2 separate regions of the Sus scrofa genome follow, and region 1 is linked to region 2. A link is a contact called in public HiChIP or PLAC-seq data. All regions are on one chromosome and are shown on one strand. Each heading gives the region's core, a stretch centred on a gene start, on an enhancer-like site or on the middle of the called end of the contact. The rest is flanking DNA. Distances are from core to core; before and after follow the strand shown.

Region 1 (3,770 bases), core at 252-2,751, 150 kb before region 2:
GGGAGAAGGAAAGAAGGGGGAAGGGTGGAAAAACAGTGTAGCTTGGGAGGTCTAAATTACTAATCCAGGCTGTCAAATGATAGCTAATATTCATTGAGTAATTTTCCATGTGCTTTGTATCTACATCTAAATTAATCCTCAAAATAATGTAATTTGTATCTCCATTTTACCAATTATGAAACAAAGGCCAAAGAGGAAATGTAGCAGAGGTCACACAACTCTGACCTAGTGGAACCAGAATTTGAACCCAGGCAGCCTGATGCCAAGGCTTGTGCTCTTAATTACTATTACTGTTCTATTACTTAATTACTATGCTATTAAATGGTGGATAGAAAGTGGAAGTCTCTTTTATGTCTCTGTTAGTTTCATTTACTGTATAAACCCTTCTGCTGCACAACTATGTAAATGGCTTGGAACATTAGAGCTGTCCAAGGTTATCTATTCATTTACCTAGGTCTTTTATATATTTTGAACTGACAGGTCTTTTATGTATTTTGTCCCAGAAAACAAAACCAAAAGCTGCAGTGTACAATTGTGTGACTCTGTACCAAGACAAAAGCTGCGTGAGGCAGAGCAGCCAATAGATACATGGATTTTCAAGCCTGCAGAGCCCTGCTCATCATATTTTTTCTTTTCTAATCATTAAATAGTGGCTTGTGAACCAAAGTGGTTACATACTTTTCCAGTGTGAGCAAATTATTTTCTGTATATGGACTGGGTCTAGAACCCTGGGAGAAATTTTTGATTAACTTTTAGTAGTTAATTGGACTAGGATCCATGAGGTCATGGGTTCGATCCCTGGCCTTGCTCAGTAGGTTAAGGATCAGGCATTGCCATGAACTGTGGTTTAGGTCACAGGTGTGGCTTGGATCCCGTGTTGCTGTGACTGTGGCATGGGCCAGCAGCTACACCTCCAATTCAACCCCTCTCCTGAGGATATTCATACATTACAGGTACAGCCCTAAAAAAGACAAAAATAAAATAATATGCATCAGAATAAGTTAATTTAATCTTCCTGAAATTCATTTTCCATTTTCAAAATTCTATTCTTTCCTGCCTCACAATGATGAAGGGAACACAGATATCTTACAGAGAAACTAAAAAGACCAAAAAACGCATGCGGGAGTTCCCTTCGTGGCGCAGTGGTTAACGAATCCGACTAGGAACCATGAGGTTGCGGGTTCGGTCCCTGCCCTTGCTCAGTGGGTTAAGGATCCTGCGTTGCCGTGAGCTGTGGTGTAGGTCACAGACGAGGCTCGGATCCCGCGTTGCTGTGGCTCTGGCATAGGCCGGCAGCTACAGCTCCGATTCGACCCCTAGCCTGGGAACCTCCATATGCTGCGGGAGCGGCCCAAAGAAATAGCAAAAAGACAAAAAAAAAAAAAAAAAAAAAAAAAAAACGCATGTGAATGTTGGAGAAAAGTCACACTGTGAGTCAGGAGCCAATTCTTCTGTCTCTAGACAGCTGACTCTCAGATAGCTGGGGAAATCCACCCAGGCCACCAATTTAATCATTTTCAAAACGGCTGGATAACTGTGTGGGTGCTAATGGCATTGGAGCAGGCATGGTGCGCAGGAAACACATCCCACACTTGACAGGATGTTCCCGTGGCAGGAAGGGCAATTCTCTTCCTCAGCAGGATTGTTTCATTGACTAGAGACAACATGAGATCATTGAAATCTCCCTAAAATACCAAAGACTGACGAAGGCAGGATATAGGAGATGGTGAGTCTCCTGTGAACCAGTGGGGTCATTTATGACATCATAATAAAGTAAGGGTGTTTTGTTTATATACTTTCTTCGAAGAGATTCAAAGAGCTTTATAGACTCAGTCAGTCATCAGTTTCAAATCTTTGCTCGAGGCACATGGTCCCAGAGTGGGAGTAGAACTCCAGCTCAGTTTCAGCCTCTTCTCTCTGGAACTGCGTCACCAGGCTTATGAAATGTCCACTCCTTAGATACCACCCAGTGAAAACTTCCTTCTCCCTCCTCACCCCAGCTTCTGCTGCTTCTCTGGAACACTTCCTTTGCTCACCTTCTTCCAGTACTCCCATTCTCATCAAATGTTTATCTGTGGGAGTTCCCGTCGTGGCACAGTGGAAACTAGGAACCATGAGGTCACGGGTTTGATCCCTGGCCTCGCTCAGTGGGTTAAGGATCTGATGTTGCCATGAGCTGTGGTATGGTCACAGACGTGTCTTGGATCTGGCACTGCTGTTGCTGTGGTATAGGTTGGCAGCTATAGCTCTGATTAGACCCCTAGCTTGGGAACCTCCATATGCTGAGGGTGTGGCCCTAAAAAGACAAAAAAAAAAAAAAAAAAAAAAAAAAAAGTTCATCTGTATTTTACATAGTACATAGCTCTTGAATAGTTCCATCAATGAAATGTCATTCATCTTTAAATACACAGTGCTATTTCTCTCCCTCTCCTCCCCTTCTCCCTCTTCTCCGGCAAGCATAGGCAGCTCTCAAATGTAGAACTGAGGCAGAGACAGTACCAGTGAGTGGCAGGCAGATGAAAACATGATGAGAAGATGCAAACTATTACATTTAGAATGGATAAGCAATGAGGTCCTACTCTACAGCACGGGAACCATATCAAGTCTCTTGGGCTACAGCATGATGGAAGATGGTATGATAAAAAGAATGTATATATAGGTATGACTGGGTCACTTTGTTGTACAGCAGAAATTGGCATGACATTGTAAATCAACTATATTTTTTTTTCTGTGTTTAACGGACAGCGGTTTATTTGCCAGCTCCCACCTTCCAGAAACAACAGGTGCTAGAGATGTAGCAGAGGGAACTGATGAAATTTCTGCCCTTGGGGTCCAAACAGCCTTCACTTCTGCAATTGTTGTCCTGTGCCAGGCACTATTGAGTGACTTTGTGACTGTATTTAATCCCTCCAGTAACCCTCCATCAGTCAGGGTCTTGGAGGAACAGACAGCAGTCCTGAGCGATTTTATGTGCAGATTTTAACAAGCAGCATGCTGAGGATAAGGACTTCCTCCCCCCAAGCAAGGTTGGACCCTCAGCCTGTGGAGGAGGCCAGATATCCAGTCAGTGTGGAAAGACTAGGTTCTAAGCCTGCAGCGAGAGGACTCATCTCACCATCCAATGCCCAAAGGCCAACCAGCAGTGACCACTGAGGACCCGAGTCACCCGTAGGCTGGGTGTGGGGACTTGAGGGTGGGCGCCCAAGGGCACCACGTGCGGCAGAGCTAAGAGCTCCCCATGCAGACGCAGGCACCCTGGAGGGACTTGCTGCCAGAGGAGAGCTCAGAGTCAGGACACTAGCCATGGTACCAGGAGTGTGGATCAAGGACCCCACTGGAGCCCCTGCCATGAGCTTGTGAGCCACTGATCCTCCAGCTGCCCACCCAGGGAGTCCACCCATCAGACTGAGGAGGATGCCGGCCCTGCTCAGCTGCCTGGCTTCCCCTGGGCTGGCAGGGCTGGGCCTTTGTTGGGGGCTGCTGTAACCCAGCACCACATCCCGGAGGCTCAAACATCAGACCTTGGTTGTCTCACGGTCTGGGGGCCCCAGACAATGTAGGTGGGGAGAGGCTGGCTCCTTCTGAGGCCCCTCCCCTCCCTTCTGGTGCATGTGGGCTGTATGTGTGTTCCTGGGCTCTGCCCTTGCAAGCACGAGACAGGCCTGTCTTCACAAGGCACTCTTTTCATAAGGACAGCCATCAAAGGGGATTGTGTACCCACCCTCCCCCAGTGAGACCTCACCTTAACTAATTATATCTGGGACAACCCG
Region 2 (4,223 bases), core at 990-3,489:
TATGGCTGACTAGTCCATTTTATGGCATATATATGTGTATATATAATACTATTACATGTCATATTATATGTGATATGTACATATACACATACACTTATACACACATATCACGTCTTCTTTATTCATTCATCTGTTGATGGACACTTAGGTTGCTTCCATATCTTGGCTTTTGTAAATAATGCTGCTGTGAATACTGAGGTGCATGTATATTTTTTGAGTTGGTGTTTTTGTTCCTTTCAGATATATGCGCAGAAGTGGAATTGCTGGGACATATGGCAGTTCAAGTTTTAGGTTTTCTTTGGCCATGCCTGTGTCACGCAGAAGTTCCCGGGTTGGGGATCGAACCTGCACCACAGCAGTGACTCGAGTCACAGCAGTGATAATGGTAGATCCTTAACCACTAGGCCACCAGGGAACTTCCCAGTTTTTAGTTTTTTTGGAGGAAACTCCGTACTGTTTTCCACAGTGGATGCACCCATTTGCATTCCCACCAGTAGTGCACAAAGTTTCCCTTTTCTTCACATCCTCACCAAAGTTTGTTATTTATGTTCTTCTTTTTTTTTTCCTGGTTGCATCTGTGGCAGGTCAAAGTTCCCAGGCCAGGGATCTAACCTGTGGCATAGCAGCAACCAGAGCCATGCAGTGACAATGCTGGATCCTTAACATCTAGGCCACCGGGGAATTCCTATCTGTATTCTTTTTGATGATGACCATTCTGACAGATGTGAGGTGATAAAGGGCAGCTTTAAGGGACAAGTAGGAGTCAGAAAAAGGGGAGGAAGGACATACCAGGAGAAGGTGGAGTCCGTGGCAAAGCCCGAGGGTGTGGAACAAGCAGTTGCAGGTGGCTTGGTATGCGGTGGGGGGAGATGAGGGTATCAGGTGGAAGGAGATGAAGCAGGGACAGGTTGACCAAACAAACAAGTTGGACTGGTGCCTTGAGAGCCATGGTGAGCCTCTAGAATACACTGGTGAGGGATGTTACGTGGTGTGCTTCGGAAGACAGTGTGGCAAGTAGACTGGATGGCGGATTACATGCAGTGACTGGAAAGCGAGGAGGAAAGGTGGCCAAAGAGTTCCAAGAACAAGGATCTACAGATCTTTGTGACTGGAGGTGAGGGAGGGAAGGGGGAAAGGTAGGAGCTATCGGTTTTGAGGGCCCAAAACCGATAGCTCTGTTCTAGACCCTCTTCTGGGCATGGGAGATACAGTCCCAAACTCTGCCCTCACAGAGCTTACATTGTGCAGGAGACCCAAACACACTGAATAAATAAGTCAAATGTAGAAGACAATAGTCAGAGAGTTTCTGTTGTGGGTCAGCAGAAACAAACCTGACTGGTATCCATGAGGATGCGGGTTCGATCCCTGACCTCAGTGGATTAAGGAATCCGAGTTGCCGTGAGCTGTGGTATAGGTCACAGATGTAGCTGGGATCTGACATTGCTGTGGCTGTGGCCGTGGGGTGAGCTGGCAGCTGCAGCTCTGATTTGACCCCCTAGCCTGAGAATTGCATATGCCATGGGTGTGGCCCTAAAAAAAAAAAAGAAAAAAAAGAATACATTAGTGAGAGTACTTAGGGGAAAAATAAATCAGAGAAAGCAGTAGAAATGTCAAGACAGGAGGACACACTGACATTTTAAGTAGGGTGGCTGGGAAGGTGAGAGGGCAACACTGAAGAAAAGACCTAAAGGAAGGGAGAGCTGAGGGCGTGGACAATGTTCAGTAGGTGCAAAGGTCCTGAGGTGGGTGCACTCTTGGAGGAGCAGCAGGGAGTCAGGGTGGGTGAAGTGGGGTGAGTCAGGGGAAGAGTAATAGGAAATGAAGTCAGAGATCCCAGAAAGCCAGGTCAATGCTGGGCTCTTAGGAGTGGGTTTGGAACATTTAGGAAGTTCCTCCCCAAAACGTCACTCTGCTTCTCTGGTACTAAACTGTACTATCTGCTTGTGAGGGAATATTAGGTCCCAAATACTCTCCCGATACTGAAAGCTGCTAGAAATTGTCTCCACCAAGTGGCTAAGGAGTTTGCTCAGCTGCCTGTTTCCCCCTACCCCCAAACTGAATACAGACCAGGCTGGAGAGACAGACCTCGGAGGAAATGTGTTTTTCTCTGACCACCTTTTCTGTGTGTAAGTGCATATCTCGCCCTCCCCTTCCTCATCTATGCCCTGCCCCCACCCAACCTTTTCACTCAGTGCTGAAAGAATTGCCCTGGCAACATCTGCCACATTTTTTCTGTATTACAAATAACATTGTCTGTGCTTCTGGGAAAAAAGGACCCCACCCATATGAGTCGTGGGCAGTGGCTCAGACTTTCAGTTTGTCAGCCTACATTCTTTTTATGGTTGAGAGTTTTGGGTCCTGGCCCACCCCACAGCCACCTGTACTGGGGGCGGGGAAGACTCACTAACACGTTAAAGGACAGATGAGAATGTTTGTTGCTCTGGAAGGTGACAGAATTTATATTCAAACACATAGCAGGCAAACTACTAGGCTTGACGGATCATGATCCTAATAAAAAATTTTGCATTTTCTTCTGTTCTCACCTACACAGTTGGACCTGGAATAGAATTGAATCTGGGGCAGAGCAAAGTGTTTGAGTGTTGTCTGTGGGGCTAGGTCCTGCCCCAAAACATAGGGCTAAAAAGATGCAGTCCTGGGCTTTAGGAGATTATATCCTAGGTCTCTGAGAATGGAGGGAGATTTATGAGAATTAATGTTTTCCCATTGGTACATGAGAAATTAGCTCTAGCAGAACAAAGTGAATTCTAAGCTTCCCTCACAATTTGGTTTTGAGTCTTCAGAGACCACATTGGTTTCCTTGAGTACAATACAGTTTTGAAGTCGCATTGGCGAATTGTCAAGGTATCTGTGGGGGAAAAATTATAAAGCATGGGATTTAAAAACAAGTTTTAGAAGTTTCCTGGTGGTCTAGAGGTCAGAACTCTGTGCTTTTACTGCTGCGGCCCGGGTTCAATCCCTGGTCTGCCACTGCACATGGGGGGCGGTGGGGGGAGGCAAATTTTTTTTTTTAAAGTTTGCCCTGCTGAGTTTTTTTTCTTTCCATGGATTCTAGGCGCTTAGTGGCCCACACAGGGTAGAGGGTGAGTTTCTGGAGGTGAGTTCCCCATCTCTCTAGAGCAGGCCCTCTGTCCCACCCAGAAAAATATACCACTCATGGGCCACTCCAGGAGCCTAGGCAATTGGTCCTGCTGGGGGCTCTTTGGGGTAGGGACTTTTTTTTTTTTTTTTTTTTTGAGCCTTAGAATCTTAAATCGTGGGGACCTAAGTGATCTTTAAAGGTCATTCAGCACAACTACTCTTTACATTTAAAGCCTGTTTCAATATTCTCACCAAGTCATCGAGCAACTTTGGTAAAATACCTCTAGTGTTTGGACTTAGGAATGATGCTAGGTGAGAGGGGAGACCCCCAGTTCCACTTACTAGAAAGGCCTTTGTGCTGGAGGTGAGTTTTGATGTGGTTAATCTGCTCGGTTCAAATGTAGTTCAGCTCAATTGAAAGTGAGGAAAAGGAAACTTGGCTAATGCCTCTTTTCTTTTGCCAAACGAAACAGTGTTGTGGATGGAGACTCAAGGGTATCTTTTTGGAAAACAGCTAAATGGCAAACACCCTACACTCGTGTTTCCCTTCTAATTAAAAAACAATCCCAAATGCCAGACCACAAAACAGCAAAATGCTTCACAGTGCCCCCACCCCAATAAGCCGTTGTGCCTTGTTTCCACCAACAAAAACAAATTTTATGGCCCAGTCTTTACATGAATCACTCCGTGGAAATGGTAGCAAATGCAATCACCCCAGACAGCTGCAATTATCTAAATGTCTCCCTATTAGCCATTTGAATGGTTGAAGCCTTATAATCAAATCAGTGAATGCTAATTGAAATCTAATAGAGCCAACATCCATGTGATTAGGTATCAGAATTTGATTCCAATATTGTTAAATTACAGACAAGGCCTATCAAGCCACATAAAAATAAATTTTAGAACCTCAATGGCAAAAGGAGATGGATTCTTTCAATAAACAGGGATCAAACTGGAATTGGTTTGCACTGTGTCACCGCCACCTACCGGGACTTTGTGGAACTGCAGAGACAATTTTCCCTTGAAAGTGGGGCCCAGCTCTGTTTTCCTCATCAAAGAGCTAGGTTTCCTGACAATCAGGCAAGAGAAACTGCCCACGTTTTGTAATTCTGTGGCTAAATGTG

The links. HiChIP or PLAC-seq counts read pairs in DNA pulled down with a chosen protein or histone mark.
Region 1: an H3K27ac HiChIP or PLAC-seq map of alveolar macrophages shows a contact between it and region 2. The contact joins two enhancer-like sites. A contact is called at or near these places in 1 of 5 promoter capture datasets (skeletal muscle), 1 of 47 Hi-C or Micro-C datasets (retroperitoneal adipose tissue) and 2 of 2 datasets of contacts at active chromatin or transcription factors (alveolar macrophages and skeletal muscle).

The regions. Positions count from the first base shown.
Region 1 is chr7:64,641,457-64,645,226 of Sscrofa11.1, reverse strand. All of the region lies in intron 5 of KIAA0391 (mitochondrial ribonuclease P protein 3), which reads left to right. Among named protein-coding and RNA genes, the nearest start is that of PSMA6, 40 kb to the right of the region's middle. Within about 2 kb of position 1,501, at least 1 of the 83 cell types and tissues checked has an H3K27ac peak or open chromatin away from gene starts, as enhancers often do. A contact at or near this core is called in alveolar macrophages, where this site is marked.
Region 2 is chr7:64,491,702-64,495,924 of Sscrofa11.1, reverse strand. All of the region lies in intron 1 of LOC110261573 (a long non-coding RNA gene), which reads left to right. Among named protein-coding and RNA genes, the nearest start is that of NFKBIA, 14 kb to the left of the region's middle. Within about 2 kb of position 2,239, at least 19 of the 83 cell types and tissues checked have an H3K27ac peak or open chromatin away from gene starts, as enhancers often do. A contact at or near this core is called in alveolar macrophages, where this site is marked.